Regions from separate parts of the Zea mays genome. Here region 1 is linked to region 2. A link is a contact called in public Hi-C data. All regions are on one chromosome and are shown on one strand. Each heading gives the region's core, a stretch centred on a gene start, on an enhancer-like site or on the middle of the called end of the contact. The rest is flanking DNA. Distances are from core to core; before and after follow the strand shown.

Region 1 (5,046 bases), core at 15-2,514, 640 kb after region 2:
CTAACATTCTAGACCATACATTTAGCATTGCATGCATGATGCTATGGAAAAATAAACCTAAAACGATATTTTTTTTCCTAAAGATACATTTAGAATCTTAATGTGAAACCAGCCGCTCTTATTGGTGATCTACAAGAACAAGTGTATCTTCAACAAACAGTGTGTTTGATGAAAGAAGGCCAAGTACATAAGCTGGTATAGACTTAGAAAAAATCTTACTGACTTTGCCAAGCACCGAGAGCATGGTTTTTCGACGTGTATTTAGCAAACTCTGGCTTTGAGAAAATGCCAACTAGGATTGCTGCATATAGGATATGCAAAGGGATCGAGATTTCCATTTGGGAGTTCAACTTGATGACATGATCGTCACAGGTACTAGCACTGTGTACTGCTAAGATAAAAGCTTCAACAACAGGTGATGCAGAAAAGTGTATAGATGTTTCTTCTCCAATTTATTTTATAGGGAAATTGGAAATGGAGCTACAAGCCTATTCGCTTGCACGCTTGCACTGCTTGCATAGCAGTTATTGCCTTTGGGGCTAGCTTCAACCCATACAAAGATTTTAATAATTTACCCACCTTGTCCTCTTATCCAGTTATTACAAATTCTATCGATATAGATTTTCCCGTCTAACTTTCGAAAAGCTGTATGAGAAGTATTGCTGTTTGCAAGACAGAAATTCAGACCACAGGGAATAAATTCGAGCAGCATAGCTACATAGGCAAGGCATTGGAAGCGTCGAAGCACAAATCTTATACTACACCTGCTACTGAACAGCAACAGAGGGAGATCCGCATGAACACACTCTCCCAGTTCATAAGCCCGAGACGAAATTAATCGAACAAGTTGTATATGGCACGACCGCACAAACAAAACCACATCCAGCAACCACTGCTTCGACATCACCAACGAGCGCGGAGCGAGACACCGCCTCGACGGCAGACGCTTATCAGCATCCCCGCGTCGAATCCGGAAACTCACCGGATCGAGTCGCACACGCACTAAGCCACGTGAACCCCGGCGGATTCAAACCCGCCCGGAAGGCACCTAAACGGCGAAGAGCAGGGACAAGACAAAGGTGGGAGCAGGTTGTAGTTACCTCCGCGCTGAGCCCGCAGAAACCAGAAGAAGCCACACTGCCACAGCACCGCTGTGGCGGGGCCGCGAGCCGCCGGTCGCCTCGAGCTCAACGGCGTCGATGCCTCCGTGCCGCGGCTCCCGAGCGCTGCTCCGGCCCGTAGGCCGTAAGGCACCCCCACGGTTGGGTTGGTGGCGGAACCCGGCTGTTCGGTATACCCGTGATCTGTCCCCACTCTCCAGCCAAACGGGATGCTAATCACATCCAACTAAGGTCTTGTTCGTTTGTTTAGTATTGATGGATCGACATGATTCCTAATTAGATTGTTTCTCTAATTTATATAAACTTTGATTAGTTGGAACGATTCTGGGTTAAATCCGACATAAACGAATAAGGCCTAAACATGAGGTGCCTGACGTGCTTGGAATTGGTTGTTTCTGTTTGGGAAGGAGAAATCCAAATTGAAGCCACGGGAAAAATACTAGGAATGAGGGAAAAATACTAGGAACCAGATAATTGTATTCATATAGTGAAAGTTAGGCTATGGACTGAAAATAACCTAACTTTCACTAAAAGAATACAACTGCATAGGGTGAAAAGTATGGTGCTGCTACATGAATACATGATACACTGTCAACAATATATAATGCTATACTTATATGTTTTAACTATTTAACTAGTGTGATGTTGTGTCTATAAGAATGGATTGAAACATTCGGACTACTCCAGCTGCAATCTATAGAGACAAAACACTATATATAAACAATAGAAGTCGTTTCGGATTAAAGTCAAGCGAACAATTTGATCATCTTTTTATGCCACGACCTAAGATATCTTGCCAAAGTAAGATTTCTTTTTCTCCTTCCTATTAAATACCTTGTCACATCGACAAAAAAATTATATGTCATCTTATTAATGAGTATGATACTACTCATTAGGAATATCATTATCATGCATATCATATAAGGAGGTTTGAAATAGAGACAAAACACATAAACAATAGAAGTCGTTTCGGATTAAAGCCAAACGAACAATTTGATCATCTTTTTATGCCACAACCTAAGATATCTTGCCAAAGTAAGTTTTCTTTTCTCCTTCCTATTAAATACCTTGTCACATCAACAAAAAAAATTATATGTCATCTTATTAATGAGTATGATACTACTCATTAGGAATATCATCTTAGGAATATCATTATCGTGCATATCATATAAGGAGGTTTGAAATAGAGACAAAACACTATATAAACAATAGAAGTCGTTTTGGATTAAAGCCAAGCGAACAATTTGATCATCTTTTTATGCCACAACCTAAGATATCTTGCCAAAGTAAGATTTCTTTTCTCCTTCCTATTAAATACCTTGTCACATCAACAAAAAAAATTATATGTCATCTTATTAATGAGTATGATACTACTCATTAGGAATATCATTATCGTGCATATCATATAAGGAGGTTTGAAACTATGATGAAATAGTCTCACACAATGCATAGTGTCATCTGGTCTCAAAGGCAAACGATTCAACCAGTCGACGTGGTCATTACCGATTGTGTTGGAATCAGGTTCGTTGGTACTGATTAGTCGGTATTAACCATCACATTGAAGCCCGTGAAATTACTGGCTAGGTGTGGTTTGTACCGATCGTCTGTTGCTAATATGACGTCTCGAGATTGGATGACACCATTTTATCGGATTAAATATTAAAAAAAATAAAAATTTGTAGAATCCACCCTATAAAATGGAATTTGTAGGTGGGGTGCTTGGGTTCATTCACACCCCACCCTCCTATTCACAAGCATTGCCCTCCATTTGTCGCCTTCCGCTGTTTGTTTCACTATGGATCCAAGGTGTGGTGCTAACTTTTCACATACTCGATCAACCTCTGTAACTTCCTAAGGTCCTTGCTGGTGCGGGACATGTCTTGTTCGACGATCTTTCTTTCATCCATCATCGACGAGAGAATGTTCCCTTTTGTCCCTGTCCTCTGACTCCGCAACCTCTATTTCCTTATTCATATCCTCCTCTATATCCACGTTGTGTCGATGCCCCTCCTCCCTTTCTGAAACTCCTATGACCGACGTTCCTCCTTCCACATAAACTCTTTCCATCAATACTCACACCATAGAATCATTCTAACTGTAGTTCAATAAGTAGTAACAAGAACATGTAAAAATTATCAGATCTCGTTGTTTGGGAAGGCTATATCAGACCTTGTCAACGTAAGGTATAAGGTATTGCAAGGATCCTAACGACTGCCTACAAAATTGGATGTTGTGGCCATTATTCATTGTATAAATGGTTCCCTTTTTACCAAATCAAATCCATTTTCAGTGTCTTTTCATGTAGAAGAGTCTGCTAGAAAGAATATTACGGTGATCTATGAGGATAATATTTTGCCTTTAGCCGTCTCATGCATATACTATCAAAGAACTTTAACAGGCACCATGCTTGCCTAACAAGAAGAGCTTAGTTGAGGAGGCTACGTCTAAAAAACATATATCACCTCTTAGGTAGCTTCGGTTCGGTAATTTTGTGTCCTAGGAAAGCCAATGGTTTTTCCTTCTTCCATGCTCATCTCCCCACCAAAAGCTTTTTATCATACAAGTGTCTAACGTGTGCGCTGTGGGTGGTGTTTTTTTAATCATATTAAAGTGTATAAACTAAACATTAGTAGAAATATTTCGACAAGCTAACCAAAACATATTGGGCTTCACAGGAAAGGTACATTCATTGATGAAATTAGGAGCTATCAATGATTCCGCAAACAAAACCTGCTACCTGCAAAACAGTTTACTCAACAGGCTAGAGATACACTACGGAAATCCTGCTATTTGCCGAGTGCTCCATGTAAACATAATAGGAAAGCAATAGCTTATTTTATTCGTGAAAAATATAGAAGTCTTCGGGTCCAGTGTTGCATTCCGAAGAACATCTTGCCTGCAATCTCCATAAAAAAACACCATCTTGCCTGCTGCTGCAGCCTTTGCTACTTTGCAATGACGTTCAGGCGTTCAATGACTGTGTTCAGTCCATGCTAGCTCAAGTCACCGTCGCCATTGGCCACCATGTCCGAGAACATCTGCCGGTGCAGCGAAGCTCTAGGTAGCACGTTGGTCTCCTCCTCGTCGTCTCCGACCTCCAACACCAAGATCATATGACCGGGAATCAAAGCACTTTGGGCTAATTGGCACAATAATCTCTTTCAAGATGGGACAGAGTTTGTTAACACCAAACATTTTGCAGAGCCAGATGACGACGTTGCACAAAATATTGGTCTGTAATCTTTGAGGCCGTCTGCATCTTTGTTTTGTTTTTTTTTCTTTCGGAATTAGCATAATTAATGTGTCATTTGCACGCCTTCAGACATATGAGTGGAAAGGAAGAACTGTTTGATCCCTTTGATGGTCACATCGTCTTCTAGAAGATCCTAATTTCTTTGGATAAATCTACCTGGAAAAGTACCGGAACCTGGGCTTTTATAAGTCCTATTTGGAATAGATCATCACTAGCTTATTTCCTCATCGGAGAAATCCATGCAGAGATGAGAGATCCATGCTGATGTTTGCATTTAGTCTCATCTGCAGGTGTTCAACAATGAAATCGGGTATCACAGAGTCGTCTTTCATGTACAACTTCGTGAAGAAGCGAAAATTTCTGTCCGTGGCGCTGGACAGCACAATTGCTAGAATAGAGAGAGACAGCTGTTCGCTTCGAATTAAAACCAGTTATTCAAAATGTTGCTGCTGCTGCAATTCATTGTGACAAAACACAGTTGAAAGATTAAAACCAAACGAGGTCCTTGCACGGTGTTTCTTTTATAACTCAATCCTTGCACGTGTTGTTTGCCGGTGTAAAGACTTGCATGCTATTTCTAGTTTTTTAATCCAATCTAGTAGTAGACAGTTTGGAGCATAAAAAGTAGAGTGCAACAGATATTTCCGCCCGAGATTCCAAAGTAGCCAATTA
Region 2 (5,035 bases), core at 725-3,224:
AGGCACACTAAACAAAGAAACAGAATTTTGAATGATGTGGTGCCAACACTTTACACTTTTAGGGTGTATAAGGATCGCCTATTTCCATCCATTACAAATCTAGAAATAAAGTGATACAACTGAAAATGCCCAGGCCTAATGAACCAAACAGCTTTCTCAATCTCCATTCAAACATGGTAATGAAAACTAGCCACCAAAAATAGATGTTCTGAATTCTAGAGTTGTATATATAAAAAAGTTTTTCCTTTCTACTTTAAGATTCTGAGGAAAACAATAACTTATATAGAGAACAAATTATAGTTACTTGTTGTGTATACAAGGAACAAAGAATTAACATTGTGTTTGTACCAGACCGGAGCATGGGCCACCCGACCAATGCGACGGGTGGACAAGGTCCATAGTGTTGACCCAGAATGATCCACGGGCCAGGTACTTACCATATTTTTCACCCCAAAACCCGACCCAAAGCCAATAAACCTAACCCAACCCAAAAAAAACTAACCCGACACGCCCGACAAGAAGTCACGGGTTGACCTGACCTGACACTATGCACGGGTCAGTGCAGGCCGTGCCAAACAACCCACGACCTGAACTTGACCCGACTCGACGTTTGAACAGGTTAGTTTGTACTGGCATAGCGGCGAGGTTCCAAAACACACTGCACTTTATAACAGCACATGATATAGCTATCTATTTAGAATCTTGCAAGAAACCTAATCTAGTTTCTGTGTAACATTTTTTAGTTTGTACTTGGGATAGTGCACCTAAAAAGCTATCACCTGTTGATGTACACATATCCCCCCATGAGGCAAGTGCAAAGAAGTCCTACGACGAGCACTGCATCTGGATTGATAGGAGCACGACCTTTCCACCAACCAGTGCTCAGTATCCAAGTGTACATTGTAGAATGCCCATTCTCCTGCAGCAGTATAAGTGTGTAACATGACTCAGTCGGGTAAAATGACACATTCAATCCCAAAGCATCAAAGGGAAAGGTTCATTTGTGATCTGAACAAATTTTACTTCACATGCAGTGCAGAAACATCATGCCAGTTGGATTAGTTGGGTATTTCTAGAACAACTTGGGTCCAACTGTCCAAGATGTCAAGCACACACTTTTAAAGTTGGGACATCAATTCTAAGCTGATACATCCCATGTTCACGAGACATTCCTTGCCGACTTCCGGTTGACAAAAAATCCAAACTACTGAATGCTCACCTCAAACAAGTGATCCAAGAAAAAGTGGGAGAGCGAGCCGGCAGAGATCAGCAAGAAACACTGCCTCTTTCTTAATGGTACCTGCAGCAGCACCAAGCCACCAAGATTAAACAAATCAGGCACGCAACACTAGATTGATACAGAGGCGTCTGGGCTGCGAAGCTACTCAACACTATTCTGCAACAGAGGATTAAGATAACGCGGCATTTGCTAAACTAGAATGGCATTGGCACCAAGTTGCTAGACTCCGAACGCAGCCGTACCGAACAGTAGATTAAAAAAAGTGGGAGGAAGCAAACATAGCAAATCCAACGCGGCGAAAGAAGGATTCATGAGGAATTGGAAATTCCGGCACCCACCCCGGAGGGAGAGTCGAGGACGCCGGCGCGAAGCAGACGGCGGGAGAGCCAGGCGTAGGCCCAGGCGAGCGGGAGGCCGAGGAGGAGCGGGTAGTAGAAGGGGTGGTGCACGGCGGCCATGGCGAGGTCCCCCGCGGCGGAGGCCGAGGGGAGGAAGGAGCAGAGCCACTCGGCGAAGGAGCCGAGGTCCGGGCCGAGGAACGCGTTCGCTGCGTAGACGGCGCAGTGGTGCGGCCCGAAGCGGCGGTCCGGGCCGGCGAGCCGAGACAGCGCCGCACCGCCCGACAGAGCGTACAGCAGGTGCGCTCCTGGCCCCGGCATCCCGCTCCTTGGCCGCTGATGAGCTGGCTCGGTCACCGCCGGCAGACGGAGGCGTGGCGCGCGGTGTGGTGTTTGTTTGGTGGTGGTGGGAGGAGCAGTAGGCGTAGGGCGGCGGACTCGGGACACGATTTTCTGCTTCTCTGGAGGCGGACGACGAGGGTGGGTTCTGGTTTGGTTTTCTTTGCGAGCTTCTCGCCTTCTCCTGTCCGTACTCCGTAGTCGTCTCGCGGTCTCGCCTTCGCGGTTTCCTCTTCTCCCGCTGTCACCGCGAGACGCCCATGTAACGGTTAACGGTCACGTGTTTGGTTGAACAACGACCTGGACTCAACCCTGGTCAGCACTCAGGTTAGCATGTGCTGCAACCTGCAGGTTCTAATGTAACTTGGACCACTAATTGTAGCTGTTAGGATCGCAGGTGGGAACAAAAAGGAGACATAGAGTTTAATATGGAAAGAACTCCTCGAATGTGGAGGAGAAAAAAACCACGGGAAAACAGATCTATTATATGTTGTTCAAGTACAGGATACAAGGGAGACTTATTTATATAGGCAAAGTAGATAAAGATAGGGTCACATGATCTTATCCAACAAGATAGAGATAAGATCACATGATCTTATCCAACAAATATCCCCTTGACGCTAATCTATAAAACTGTTTTCTCAAACACTACTAGGATGCTAAATTTGAATATCAATCAAGTCTAAGGAATCATTAGACTTGGAACTGGAGCACGGCTTCATATCATCAAAATAACCTCTCTTCTGGAACGCAATTGAAACAGCTTCAGCATCAACTGTTGAACATTGCAAGTAATAGAGATTATTCAAACGGTTGCCCTTCAAGATAATACGGTTGCCACGATAAACCTTAAGAACACCATCAATAGCAGCAAAATTGAATCTCATTGCTTCTAAAGTGCTCAAAGAAATAAGATTTCTCTTCAATTTTGGAACAAAACGGACATCGATAAGTTTCTTAATACTGCCATCATGAACTTGGATATAAATAGAGCCGATTCCAATAATCTCACATGTGGATCCATCTCCAATAACATCCTTACCAGCATGAGACTGAACATAATCAGAAAACCAATCTCTATGTGAACAAATATGAAAAGTGCAAGCGGAATCGAGAACCCAAGAAGAGCACTTTTCAACAGAGGCAACAAATACAGTTTCTCCACTATCCAAAGTTTCAACAAAACTGGCTTCAACAGAAGACTTATCCAATTCTTTTTTCTTTCTCTTCTCTTTATTTCTCACCTTAGGGCACTGAGAAATATGATGAGTATTTTTCTGCAATAAGGGCAATAAAGGTTGGATTAATGATTTCCAGATCCTTGAACAATTAAACCTTCACCTTTGGGTTCAGAACGAGAATCAACATCAAATTTTTCTTTGGACAATAAATTTGACTTAACATTCTCAAAGGACAGTGAAGTATGATTACCATAAAACATAATTTCTTTAAAATGCTTAAAAGAAGGGGCAATGAGACTACCAACAAAATTGTCTTATCTTCATCATCTATCTTCACATCAAGGCTCTCAAGGTCCACAATAATTGAATTAAATTTATTAATATGTGACTGAATAGATGTACATTCTGCCATACGAATAATATAAATGCGCTCTTTGAGACGGAGCTTATTAGCAAGACTCTTGGTCATATATAGCTCCTCCAATTTGTTCCACAATTCTACTGCAGATTTTGCATTCATTACTTCACGCAGAACATCAGGAGATAAACTGAGTTGTAAGGCGGACAAAGCTTTTTCATTAAGATCTTCCCATTTATCATCAGTTATATCAGCAGGTCGCGATTGTAACGCTTTTGGTACACATAACTGAGTAAGAACAACCTTTATCTGAATCTGCCAAATAGCAAAACTGATCAACCATCAAACTTCGGAATATCAATTTTAGTCAACATTTATAATCCGAAATAAATAATTTCAGATGAAATAGAAATGTGCAATCTGTTAAGTGCACGTAGCAAAAGGGAAATAAATCAATGATTTGATTCTTGTGTGGAGATTCCAAGAAGCAGCAATGATGATCTCTAGCAGCACTTCACGTGAAATCCCAGGCAGCAGTAGCACTCCACGATTCCCAAACTGATGGCATTCCAAATCACAGTTTTTCCGCCGCCGCCGCCGTTCTTCATTAGATCCGATCCGTAGCCGCTGCTCTCACTTTTCCCGGTTCGGCCGCTGATTTATCACTAGATCTGTTGTCCCCGCCAATTCATACCAATTGTTAGGATCACAGGTGCAAAAAAGTAGACATAGAGTTTAATGTGAAAAAAAACTCCTCCAATGTGGAGGAGAAAAAAACTACGAAAAAACAGATCTATTATATGTTATTCAAGTACAGGATACAAGGGTGACCTATTTATATAGGCAAAAGAGATAAAAATAGGGTCACATAATCTTATCCAACAAGATAGAGATATGGTCACATGATCTTATCCAACAGTAGCAAAAATGTAGCTCTAAGGCTAATGAATTCAAACAGGACGTAATACTAATGTGTATTGGCGCCTTTTTGTCACCAAACACTATAATGAATCGTCTGGAGTTACTTGGCACCTTTAGATGATGTAGGGTCAAATAAAGTGGTTATCCTAAATGTGGGGCAATACGTCTATGATAGTCACCATCTATTTGGGACCAAACAGTAACGAACCTAGGACCTTCTCGTGATGAGCAATACCTTGGGTTCGGCTTCGCAAGGTGAGCAGTGGCGGTGGTCTGCGATGGATCGTCTGTCAGTGCTCGCTGCGGAGGCGCGGACGGTCCGCAGTTTGGGCCGGACGATCCGCAACCTGGGGGCAGAAGCGGCGTCTTCCCTGCGCGCAATCCGGACGGTCCGAGCTCTGGGCCGGACGGTCCGCGATGGCGCAGGGTCGTCTTCTTCTTCTCCTCGTATGACCGTCCCCTGGGAGAGAGGTCTTATGGTGTTCCGGGTCAGCAGGTCACCCGGGGCGTCTCCAGACGACGTAGAGTCGCCTAGAAATTAAGAGATCAATTCGAGAAAGAGATATTGATTGAAGTAGACGAAGTAGATTTTGCCCCTGAGGAGGGGTAAAGATCATAGGGTCGAGTCGAATAGGGGTGGAGGTGGATATGCGGAAGG

What was found. A called contact is a pair of places that touch in the nucleus more often than the background predicts.
Region 1: a Hi-C map of ear shows a contact between it and region 2, with 4 times the contacts expected there. The contact joins the promoter of LOC100381835 here to the promoter of LOC100278581 in region 2. A contact is called at or near these places in 2 of 25 Hi-C or Micro-C datasets (ear and tassel).

Annotation. Positions count from the first base shown.
Region 1 is chr2:42,784,310-42,789,355 of Zm-B73-REFERENCE-NAM-5.0, forward strand. LOC100381835 reads right to left here and starts at 1,265. Exons shown (of 4, transcript NM_001174627.1): 1 at 1,101-1,265.
Region 2 is chr2:42,144,028-42,149,062 of Zm-B73-REFERENCE-NAM-5.0, forward strand. It overlaps LOC100278581, which reads right to left and starts at 1,975. Exons shown (of 4, transcript NM_001165648.1): 1 at 1,579-1,975; 2 at 1,220-1,300; 3 at 780-919. The coding sequence starts at 1,899.